2 separate regions of the Sus scrofa genome follow, and region 1 is linked to region 2. A link is a contact called in public HiChIP or PLAC-seq data. All regions are on one chromosome and are shown on one strand. The core of a region is the stretch at or near the end of the contact, and the rest is flanking DNA. Distances in the headings are between cores, read along the strand shown.

Region 1 (5,962 bases), core at 941-3,440, 180 kb after region 2:
TGGAGGGCACTGAGTGCCAGCCTCCTCCGCCTCACCTGGGAATGTTGTTCTTGGGGTCCTCGCTGTCGTTGGCCAGACCTCCGAACAGGTAACATTTGTTGCCCACGAGGGAGAAGCTGTGCCCGAGCCGAGGACACGGAGGGGGCCCGTTTTTGGGCGTCTTTGCCTTCAGTCTCTTCCACTCCCATCGGCTCGCCTGCAAAATCAAGAGCCAGTAATTCAACGCGGGGTGAGCTGGGCCACCTGTCCCGCGGCGGCGAGACGCGCCCGGGGCGTCACCTGCAGCTCGTAGAGGTCGTTGCTGTATTTCCCGTACTCCACCATGCCTCCGAACACCAGCAGGCGCGTCCCGTCGCACACGAAGCCATAGGCCGCGCAGCCTGGAGGGATGTCCCCCCTCACGGCGGGGATGAACCACTGGTTGGTCGCTGGGGGGATAGGAGGCGGACGTCAATACACCTCGGGAGCTCGCGGCACCAGAGCCCCCGGCCCTGCTCCGCCGGCCGTGCAGCGAGCGGCCTTCCGATGCGGTCCAAGAAAGGAGAGGCTGGGACGCCACCTCCTCTCCCGAGGGTGTGGGACTCTGTCCGTTCAGCACCCGGGTGCCAGCCCCCATCCCGGCCGCTTTCCACCCACCCCCACCTCAGCGAAAGCAGCCCGGCACGGCCCCGCCTCGTGTCCCGGCCGCGCCAAGAAGCAGGAAGTCGCGGACCAAGGGAATCCTGGGGATGTGGCCACCAGCTTCCTTCCCCTGCTCCTCTTTGGGCCATTGGAAAGAAACGGCTGACACCCGAAATGCCCGCTGGGCAGCCCCGTGCCCTTCCCTCCGGGTGCCCCGGCCTGCGGCCTGCACCTCCCCGTGCAGGAGAGCCAGGGGGCGGGGACCCACCTCTGCTGCTGTTGCCCAGTGCCACGGTCCATGGTACCCCTTTGCCCCAGAACAGGGTCAGAGGTGACAGCAGTGCAGCTGGGCGTGGGCTGGGGGCCCTGCAGCCAGGCTCACGACCTGCCCTCGCTCGGCCTGGCACTTCCACGCCTCACTTCAGGCTGCCCAGCAAAATCACGGGGCGAAGTCCCCCTCTTCGTTACACGTCATTTAAAGGGCTCTCCCGTCAAGGACACTCCACACCCCCTCCAAAGCCTCAAACTGGCAGCCACAAACCTCATTCCACGTCCCTAGATCAGTTTGGGTCAAAAGTGAGAGAGCAGACCGGGACGGACTGGCAGGTGGCCAGGGAAGGGACTGGGGCATGAACGGAGCGCCTCTTGGGGTCTGACTGCTTCTTGGCCTGACTTGCTGCCAGGCACGCCCTTGGTCAGCAGGTAACCCAACCCCTCTGCTGTCACCTCAAGATTCAGCGCGCACCCTGGCAGAGAGGCCTGCGCCGACACAGAAGCACAACTCTAGGGCCTTTCCCAACACAGAGGTGCCTGCGCGCCCCTACACGGCTGTATAGCTTGCTTCGGGACAGGCTGCTGGCCCCCCGACAGCTCTGTGGAGTCCCTGGGCCTCCAGGATGCCCAGCAGCCGGCTCACCCCTCCCCTCTCCCGCAGAGCCAGCCCCGGACTCCCGCTCCCTGCCTCAGTCTCCCCCGTGGTACAAACACGAAGTAGGAAAAGCAGCAGCTCTCCACGCTGCGGCAAATCGCCCCTGCACACACGGGGGGCAATGGCCTCACATGATCCCTGGAAAGAGTTTCATCCAATGGCCAGGAGTTCCCGCTGCGGCAAAGTGGGTTAAGAACCCGACTGCGGCAGCTTGGGGTGGGTTCCATCCCCGGCCCAGCACTGCCAAGCAGAGGCTCAGATTTGGCCCCTGGCCTGAGAACTTCCACAAGCCATGAGTGCAACCACAAAATAAGTCAAAAAATAAAAATACAATAAAAAGGCCAAAACACCTCTGAGAGCCCCTCTGTCAACCTCCTTCAACAGCTAATGGCACAGAGTCCGGGAGCAGCAGCGACTTACTCGAGGTGACCAAGCAACACACACACACAGAGACAAGAACCTTTCTCCAACTTCAAGGGACGGCAAGGTGCCCACACAGGGGCCCTCCGCACAGGAGCCAAGGGCCACCCTGGCTCACCCACGCACCCGTGTGGCCGCCACACACAGCTTTCTCATCACACCCTGACCGCTGGGTCAGCTGGCCAGGCTAGACTCGACCGGTGACACATCCCCAAGCTCCTCCCACAGGACCGCAGAGGGGCCGTCTGGCTCTGGAACACTCCGGTCAGGGCGGGGGCCCTCCGCACGCCCATCAGGAGCAGCCCGTCAGGCAGAGGTAGGGACCCTTCTTCCTGTCGCCCCATCTGGGTTCTGCCCTGGGCCGGCCTAAGGGACCACCTGCGACAAGCACAGCTGCCCTCCGTGGCCCCTCATCGTGGTAGCTCATCGGGGGAGGGGGCGGCACGTCGCCCAGGCTCCGGGTCCCTCCTTCCCCGTAAGAGGAGGGGTGCGGGGAAGGGGGGCCTCGCGGCGGGAGGCGGGAGCTGGCGCGCGCCTGGCCTCGAAGCACACGCAGCGCGGGTGATCGGGAGGGGCCACTTCTCAGAAGAGGGGCCACCGGAGCAGGGCCCTGAAGGCTGAACAGGATTTCCCGACACAAGAAGCCAGCGGGGCTGATCAGGAAGTGACTGTGCGAGGCGCGGAGGGCCCGGGGCGAGGGGGGCCGCTTCGAGACGCGCTCAGCCCTGGGCCCAGCCCCGGGCCCGTGGGCCGCAAGGACCCCGCTGCCGCCTCTAAGCCCGCGGAGGGAAGAGACACGGAGCCAGCCTGACTCAGCCGCCGCTGGCAGAGTGACCCTGGACGCGTCACTTCCCCAGTCTGACCCCAACCGCCTCAGGGTGAAAACGGAGAGGCACCCCCAGATACGCGGGGGCTCCTGCCCGCCCGCCCCACCCTCCCCCCTGCAGGACGCGCCCCACCCTGCCGGGCCGGGTCCTCGGGCTAATCCGCTTGGCTGCGGCAAGGAAACTCCCTGAGGTCAAAGGCAGTGGCTCCCCTAAGGCCGCCCAAAGGCCGGCTAAGGGTCCCACAGCCCCCGAGGCGGGAGGACACACACTTTCCCCTCCCCGGCCTTTAGGTGCAGCCCCCCCCCCCGCCCCAGTGGCTGAGCCAAGCCAGACGGCGAGCACGCACATGCCCCCCGGAGCCTTTGTCTTAGCGACCCGGAGCCCTTCCAGATGCGAGCTCCCCCCAAAGGGCGAGTCTCTCCGAGCACTCATCGCGCAGAAGGAAAAGCGCTGGAGAGCACACTCTGACCTCATTTGAGACAAAACCAAGGGAAGCAGAAGGCCAGCTGTCAAGGTGGCAGCTGAGGATGCCCGAAGGATGCCCAGCATCTGCGCCCCGGCTGGCGGGAGAGGCAGCACGGAGACTGCAGGAGGAGAGCGAGCGAGCGAGCACTCCGCGAGGACCAGGGAGTCGCCTAGGAGACCCATCAGGCAGGGCACTCTGCGAACTGCCGCCCTGGAGGAATCGGGGCCGTGGCCTCCAGAAGGCTGGCTGGCCTCTACCCGGCACGTCCTTGCAGATGGAGAACAGAGTAACGCCCAAGCGGTCCCCTCATTTCAATAAACTAACGAACACACAGAGGCCCCAGGAAGCAGTGGACTTTGGAGCTCACGGTAACTAGGCCCCTGCCCTACTTTCTAAAATTGTATTTCCCTGCCAAGGAGCCTGCTCCAGGCCTTACGAGAAAGAAGGGGGTCCGAGGAGTGCGGGAGGTTCTGCTCAGGGCAGCCGCCTCTCTAAAGCTGGCCCTGCCCCTTGGCCTCACCGTACTGGGCCACCGCTGCCACCGCAGCTGCGCCAGCTGGCATGCAGCCCCGCGGCCAGCCCAGCCTCACTGGAGACAACAGGTGCTCAGACCCAGAATGGGAAGGGCCACCAGCAACCCTCCGGCCTCTGAAAGTCAACTCTGTAGGGTCAACAACCTTCGAGATGCACAGAACACTGTCCTTCGCGCCTGGGGGCTGGTGGGGGAGGGGAGCACCCCACCAAGAGCCCCGCTCCAACCCACATCTTACCCCGGGGCCACCTCCAGGCCAGGAGGAAGAGGAAGTGCTCAGGCGCCAGGACCTGGTACCGCCAGAACCTTGGCGCGAGAGGGGTTCGCTAGACGGGACAGCGAGGGAGAGACAACTGGAAGGCGGCCAGGGACCGCGGCTGCTGGGAATGCACCTCCCCGGCGGCGAGGCGAGCTTCCTAAAATCATGCTGTCCCACCCGGAGGGGCCGCGCCGCACCGCGCCGCCTCCCCGTCTTTGCCCCGGCACAGAACGTGCAGGTCCACCGTCCTGCGCTCGTCCTCGGTGAGGACGCCCAGCCCCTCGCTCGGAGCAAGGCCAGGTCCTGCGGGGCAGCAGCGACTCAACAGGCAGCTCCGGCCCCAGGCGGCGCTAGGGGTACAAAGCTGGCCAAGTGGCCACCACGGGGGCAGGAGCTGCAGGAGGATGTGGCTAAGCCCCCGAGACCTAGCAGGGACACCAGGCAAGAGGCCGAGCCGGCGCGCCAGCAACACCTGGAGACAGAGGCGCAGCGCAGTCCCCAGTCTGTCACCGAATTCCGCTCCTCCCAGCCAGCCAGGCCGTGGGTTGGGGGGAAGCAGGAGAACGGCCGGGCTAACCCCCTCCAGCTCACAGAAAGCAGTGAGTCGGGAAGGGGTGAAATTCATCTCTTACACCAAAGGGCCCCAGATCAAGACGACAGGCGATGTGAGGAGAAACGCCCCAGAAGTAAAATGCTGAAAGTGATCAGAAGCAATGCCATCTGATCTGTGCGTCCCCAAGGCTCGGGCACAACGGGCGAGACGGTCACCCCGCAGGGCATACAACCCGCCCCTCCTCCAGGTGGGGAGGAGGCTGCTCAACTCTGCCCCGCTCCTCTAGAGAGGCAACCAATCTGGAATCCAGAAGTTGTCATTTCTCCTGAAAGAGCACTAGAGCCGGGGAAGAGCGGAGCAGGCGCAGGAGGGAGGAAGGGGGTGGGACTCTGCGCCAAAGGGACGCATCCGCCCGCCTGGCGGGGGTAACGGTGTATGTCTGAAGTCACCACCGCTGGCGACGCCCCCGCTCCCTCACCAGCCGGGCTAGAGGGTTCCTCTCCAATAATGAAAAGCACCCCTCAAACACAGAAGCAGCAGGGGTGTGAGAGCGGGGAAAAGCAGGGAAAAGAAGGGAAAAGCAGAGGAGCCGGGCACGGCAAAGGGTCTCGGAGGGGGGAGAAAAAAGCAGATCACTGCGGATGGAGAAGGGGAATGGGAGGAGGAGGAGAGGGAGGACGGAGAGGGAGGAGGGAGGGGGGGAGGGAGGGAGGGAAGGCAGGGGAGGGAGAGGGAGGGGATGGAGAGAGGGAGGGAAGAGAAGGGCGAAGAAGGGAGAGAGGGAAAGATCGGAGGACCCAGCGGGCTTTGCACTCACCCGTGTTGTACACGTGCAGTTCGTCCACGATCCCCTCGTTGCCGCCGCCAAACACCACGATGAGCTCCTTGATGGCCACGGCGCGGTGGCCGTGGCGGGGCCGGGGTACTGGACCCGACCAGCCCACCACTCGCTTCCAGCGAGGCTGCAGGAGCACCGCTGGCGAGTTGGCGGGTGACACGGCCGAAGCCATAGTTCCGGGAAAGGGCGCGGTGGAAAAAAGTCACCAAGCGAGAAGGAAGCCCCCCAATTCCACTCACACACACCCCCTTTAGTCTAAGACGGTTCTCACGGAGAAGCGGTTCCTCACACAGCGGTGGACGGCTCCATGGAGGCCGCCATCTTAACTATTCTCCTTCACTTCTGCTCTTCCCCTTCTTCTTGCTCACCCCGTCTCCTCAAGAGCCTCCTGAAACTGCCGAGCGCCTGGGCCCGAGAAGCTGGAGGCCGCCGAGTCCCGCCGCCCTGACTCCTTGCCTGGGAGCTCCCACTTACAAGCTCGAGCGGGAGGCCCTGGGAGCCGCCATCTTGAGCCGCCT
Region 2 (5,929 bases), core at 2,797-5,296:
TACAGCCTGAACGCAGGTTGGTAAAACCGCAGTAGAATAAACCCAAAGAAAGGAAACAAGGAAATCAGAGACAGCAGAAATTCATGAAAAAGAAAAAAGGAAAGATCAATAAAGCCAAGCGCTGCTTCTTTGCCATTGGTAAAAAAAAGAAAAGGCTCTGGCAAGAATAAGAGGAGAGGGAGTTCCCGTCGTGGCTCGGTGGCTAAGGAACCCGAGCAGGATCCATGAGGATGCACGTTTGATCCCTGGCCTGGCTCGGTGGGTTAAGGATCTGGTGTTGCCGTGAGCGGTGGTGTAGGTCGCAGATGCAGCTCGGATCCTGCGTGGCTGTGGTGTAGGGCGGCAGATGCAGCTCCGATTCGACCCCTAGTCTGGGACCCTCCATATGCCAAGGGTGCGGCCCTAAAAAGACCAAAAAAGGAAAGCCTGAACAGTCCCGTAATTATGAAAGAAGTTGGTAACATGTCAAATGTACGGATAGCGGCTAATGGTTGCAGAAACAAGGCAGTTCTAGATCGTTTTACAAATGAACTCTATCAAAGCTTCAAGGAATAATCCCTGTGTTGGATAAATTGTTCCAGAAAAAGAGGAAACGCTCCAACACCACCACCACCATCCAGCCCAGAAAATGCAAGGGTGGAATCACCAGAAAATCATGACCCATAATTGACCACATCAACTGACGAGAAGAGGAAAATTACGTTATCAACTCAGTGTGCTCAGAAAAAGCATTTGATAAAACTCAGCAGGGCAAACTAGGACTGGAAGGGAACTTTCTTAACATCATAAAGTTGTCTATAAATATCTCCTGCAAACATTATAACCATAATTAAAGATGAAACATTAAAAACATCCTCTTTGCTTCCATGAAACCTTGTAATGTCCGGGGAATTAAAGTGAGGTGGAATTCCCGTCACGGCTCAGTGGGTTCAGAACCCGACTAGTATCCAGGAAGATGCAGGTTCGCTCCCTGGTTTCACTCCGTGGGTTAAGGATCCAGGGTTGTTTCACTCCGTGGGTTAAGGATCCAGGGCTGCCGTGAGCTGTGGTGAAGACGGCAGACGTGGCTCGGATCCCGTGTTGCTGCGCCTGTGGTGTGTGCAGTTGCAGGTCCCATTCCATACCTAGCTCCCCCCCGGGCACGTACGGATGCCCCAGGTGTGGCCCTGAAAAGAAATTTTAAAAAGTAAATCATATATATAAGAAACTGGAGTTAAAAGGATTGGATGTCAAAACAAACAAACAAAAAGCATTGTCTCGTGGCTAAGCCAGTTAAGGATGCAGCGTCGTCACTGCAGCGGCTTGAGTCGCTGCTGTGGCATGAGTTCGATCCCTGGCCAGACAACTTCCACACGCCCCCGGCATGGCCAACAACAACAACAAAGGGTTGGAGAAGAAACCCAAAAGAATCCACAAAAGGAATTATTAGACTTAACGCAAAGGGTTTACGAGGTGGGCTGAGAGAGAACACACACAAAAGTCAATTGTGTTTCCTTGTCGTACACACCAAACCAACACGATATTATAAGTCACCTCTAATTCAATTTTTTGTTTTTGTCTTTTTGCCTTTTTTCTAGGGCCGCACCCCTGGCATAAGGAGGTTCCCAGGCTAGGGGTCTAATCGGAGCTGTGCCAGAGCCACAGCAACGGGGGATCTGAGCCACGTCTGCGACGTACACCCCAACTCACGGCAACGCCGGATCCTGAACCCACTGAGCGAGGCCAGGGATGGAACCACTAAGCCACAGCGAGAACTCCCTAATTCAATTTGTTAAAGTCAACTGTGTTTCTATGTACCAGCAGAAGAGGGTAGGACTTCCCCTCATGGCTCAGCAGTTAACAAACCCGACTAGGATCCCTGAGGTTGCGGGTTCGATCCCTGGAGAGACATCCTACGCTCAGTAGACGGGGAAACAATATTTTAGAGACGACTCGTCTCCAGAGGGATTCAAAATTCAACAAAATCTTCACTTACTCCTTCAAAAAAAATCCCAATAGAGTTTTTCCTGGAACTATGACAAGCTGTTTTTGAGCTTCTAAGGAAAACTAACAGTGCCTAGAACAGCTGAGGAGGTGAGATCATTTTGAAAGATCAGGAGGACCGGGCGGAGGAGGAAAAGGAGAAAGAGAAAGCGAATTTTAAGAAGTGACTCCCCCGTATCAAGACCTGCTTTGAAACCTGAGTAAGTAGGGAGTTCCCTGGTGGTCCAGTGCTCGCTACTTTCACCACTGTCGCCTGGGGTCAGTCCCTTGTCTGGGAAGTGATTATATTCAAACTAAGACATGTGTTCGAGATCCCTTGCGACGCAGTTTAAGGATCCGGCGTTGCCCCTGCTGTGGCTCCGGTCGCCCCTGCGTGCAGGCTGGATCCCTGGCCCAGGAACTTCCGTGTGCCATGGGCGTGACCACAAAGAAAAAGGAAAAAGGAAAAAGTTGTGTTCGTCAAATGATATCACAAGCAAACTGCAAAGAAACACAAGTCACGGGCAGAAAGAGGACATAACAGACCAAGGACCGGTATCCGGAATATGCAAAGAATCCCTCGAGACAGTAATGGCAAGACCACCTACCCAGAAAAATCGGTGAAGGCCTGATCAGGCGTTTTGCAGAAGCTCGGCATTGCCAGCGGTCGGCCAACGCCAAATAAAAGCCCAGCGAGGTAGCACCATTTCACACCCAGTGCACTCGGTCCAAGTTTTGGTGCAGATGAGGAGAAGGAGAAAGAAGTGGCTGCACAGTGGCATCGGGAATGTCGTGCGGGCCAGCAGCGCCGAAATTGATTCCTCTGCGCCCGGCGCCCTGACAGCGTGTGTGCCCGGTGACCGGGCGAGTCCCCAGCCGGCATCGGGAGAAGCCAGCCCTCAGCACCCCTGTCAGGGACACAGGCATCGCCAAAGGACAGCCGCCAGGGTAAGGAGCCGTTTGCAGAAGGAAAATGACAGTGGGACTCCCTTTGTATCATTTTAAAGCTCACAAAATTCACTTAACCCGCTGAGCAAGGCCAGGGATCAAACCTGCATCCTCATGGATACTAGTCAGGTTCTTAACCCACTGAGCCACAGCAGGAACTCTACCAAACTTCCTTCACGAAGACCCCAACGGCTCCATTGGCTATGTCCTCCCACCTCTCGGACCCCTCGGTCCTCCCAGCCTCCCCTCCACTGGCACCCTGGCTCCCTAGGGAGCAATGCCCCAGAGAAAAAAACCCAGGGAGCTCCTGCCTTCGCCGCTGATGCCATGCCTAAGGCCAAGTCTCTGGGCTCTGCTCCTCCCCAGGGCATGTCTGGATGCCTCCCCTCTCTTGATGCCCAGAGCCACCCCTGGGCCAGGCTTCCCCCAGGCCAGGCCTCCCCCATGCTCTCCACCTGAGGGCCACCCGTTTGCACCCTGCCCAAGCGCAGAACGAAGTCCAGTGCTTTTGCCACAGTGCATTAGGTTTAGCGCCCCGTGGCCTGATGGTTAAAGGGCAGGCGCCTTGTCACTTCCTTGCTACATGACTTGGTGCAAGTTCCCTGACCTCTCATGCCACCTTCCCCACCTGTGAGCCATGGGCGATAGCTGCTCCCCCCTGTGGGGTCATCGGAAGGACTGGAGGATGACAGTAGGAGTAGAACCGTGGGGTTCAAGGTCAGCTTAAACCTCACTTCCTCTGTGAAGGTCTCCCTGATACCCTGAGCAGCGCCACCAGACTGGACTCCCCTTCCTTGCTGACCCACAGTACCCGCCACGGATGGGCTGTCCTAGCAGGAGGGTCCTGTCTGCTGGCAAGTAGTTCTGCCCCTCAGACACTTGCGGCAGACGGCAGTGGGCTTTGTCTCTGAATGGCCCCAGGGCAGGGGCCATGTCTGGCACCCAGTAGGCACTTCATGGAAGGCTGTGAAATGCCCAACTGCCTCCCTCGCCCCCCTCCCCGTCGTGGGAGGGTACCACCCCGCTCTCACCCTTTCCCGACAGGTGCGCGCAGCCAGCCTGCCGTCATTCCTCCAGAGGCCAGCAGAGGGCAGCAGTGCCCTGGCCCGCGCCGCTGTCGGGTGAAGGGGCGGGCGTGGAGGGGCTGGGCTGCCTGGGTGGCCCGCCGGGACAAGTCGGGTTGGGCGTTGGGCGCGATTGCATTGTGGGGCAGGAGGCTGGGACTCCTCCGGGACACACTCCTGGCACCACCAGCTTCTCCTCAGCCCCTGCCGGCGGCCCACCCAGGTAGGCCGGAGCCTGGGCTGGCAAGGGCACTGGGGGCAGGGGTCAGCAGGTCACCAGGTCAGTGTGGGGGGGTGCCATCTGGGGGCATGCTGGGGCCCAGGAGAAGCCAGGGGTCTGCAGGCGGACTAGCCTGAATCCGGCAAAGACGCCAGCCCCATCCCTGTGCCGACACCGCCTGATGCCTGTGGCACAGTTCCTTCCCCACCAAGACCGGGGGGTGGCCCTGGAGCTGGAAGGGAGGACTCGCGGGGCTTCTGCCCCTAAACGGGAGACCTGGCACTTCCGGCCACAGGGCAGGGCATGGGGTGGGGAAGCAGCCCGCCTGGCTCCCTGCCCCCACAGCCACCCAACCAGCCCAGCCAGGTGGCAGGAGCCTGCTGCTAACCACCGCGCACACACGTGGAGAAGATGGGGACCCCAACTTGAGCACACCTGTTACTGCACCTCGGGCCACAGCCCTCGCTCTGCCGGCCTGGTGTACAGATGGCGCCCTGGGAGGGTGGCAGGAGAGCCAGCTGCAAGCTGCCACTCCCTTCCCCATCCCAATCCCATGTGTGCAGGACTGTGTCTCCCCCGGGGGAGGGAGAGGGGACAGCCGGCAAAAAGCCGCCAAGTCTGAAGCTAAGGGCTTGCTTCCCGCCCCCTCCTGTGCCCCCTCCAGAAGCATCCTCCACCAGCACTGCCCACTGCCACCAGACTGTACCTGGCACGACTTTGCCAGTCCCCGGGGATGGGGCCTGATGGGGCCAATCTTATTCCGGGCTAAGGGGGCAGGGGGGTTCGGGGAGAAGGTCTCCTGGGCGGGCTGCCTTGGCCAGCCTCTCCCCTGCCCCCAGCCTGGACAAAGGCAGGCATTGAGGGCCAGGACTTGCCTCCAGCCCGGCACCAAGGCTACTAAGGCTGAAGCTGGCATTGCAGGGCTCAGAGCCTGGCCTTTGCATGGGGGCTCCATGGCCTACCCTGTGCCCTTCACAGAGACCCCGGGGGGCGACACAAGGGAGGAGCACGCTGGCTGGCACGGGGCATGGGGGAGGGGTGCTGCCTGTGTAAGGAAACCCTGTCCCTTTGTCCCCAGATCCCAGGGGGTGTCTCTCTGGGGGTGGGGAGTGACAGGGAGCCCCCTGGGTAGGGATAAGAATACCAGATAGCGGGTCCCTGGCCTGGGCCTCTGGACAGAGGGGACAGAGGGGACATTGTTGGGGTGGAGGCAGGGCTGCCTCGGCCCGGCCCCCATTGACAAAGCTGCCAGCTGTGGTGGCGCCTGGCTGCCAGGCCCTCGGCACCCCCCAACCCCCTCCCTGCCGCCTCCCCTGGTGGGACGTGAATGAGGCCAAGCCTCAACTATCTCCCTCCCACTCAGGACAATGCCCCCCCGCAGCCGCCTTGTGCCCGTCACCACTGCCCCAGGGCAGCTGAACTGAGATGGCCACGCTGCCCGGGAGGCACCTCTGCTGCTCCCCTTTGCCACGGTAAGTGCCTGAGCCCAACGTGCCCAGAGACCTTCCCCTGGGGACGCGCAGGGCCAGGAAGAGCCCGAGGAGCCTGGACGCCAGCACTGCACCTCCCGCTGCGGTCGCCCACCCCAGACACTGGCGCCGATAGCCGGGGTCTGGAGGAAATGGCCCTGTCCCCAAGCCGGTCCTGACCTTCCTGCCTGTGTTTCTGAGATAAGGGCTCAGGGGCCTTTCTCGGGGCTCTACCCGCAGCTGGCGTGCCCGCCAGGGCCCCGAGC

Evidence for each region. HiChIP or PLAC-seq counts read pairs in DNA pulled down with a chosen protein or histone mark.
Region 1: an H3K27ac HiChIP or PLAC-seq map of alveolar macrophages shows a contact between it and region 2. The contact joins the enhancer-like site here to the promoter of PLXNB3 in region 2. A contact is called at or near these places in 3 of 5 promoter capture datasets (fetal liver, fetal skeletal muscle and liver), 6 of 47 Hi-C or Micro-C datasets (embryonic fibroblasts, fetal heart ventricle, heart right ventricle and 3 more) and 1 of 2 datasets of contacts at active chromatin or transcription factors (alveolar macrophages).

Annotation. Positions count from the first base shown.
Region 1 is chrX:124,687,556-124,693,517 of Sscrofa11.1, forward strand. HCFC1 (host cell factor 1) reads right to left here. Exons shown (of 27, transcript XM_003135485.5): 1 at 5,424-5,962; 2 at 280-428; 3 at 36-196. The coding sequence starts at 5,616. Among named protein-coding and RNA genes, the nearest start is that of HCFC1, 4.3 kb to the right of the region's middle. Within about 2 kb of position 2,191, at least 21 of the 83 cell types and tissues checked have an H3K27ac peak or open chromatin away from gene starts, as enhancers often do. A contact at or near this core is called in alveolar macrophages, retroperitoneal adipose tissue and subcutaneous adipose tissue, where this site is marked.
Region 2 is chrX:124,503,907-124,509,835 of Sscrofa11.1, forward strand. It overlaps PLXNB3 (plexin-B3), which reads left to right and starts at 4,047. Exons shown (of 37, transcript XM_005674005.3): 1 at 4,047-4,197; 2 at 5,558-5,666; 3 at 5,904-5,929.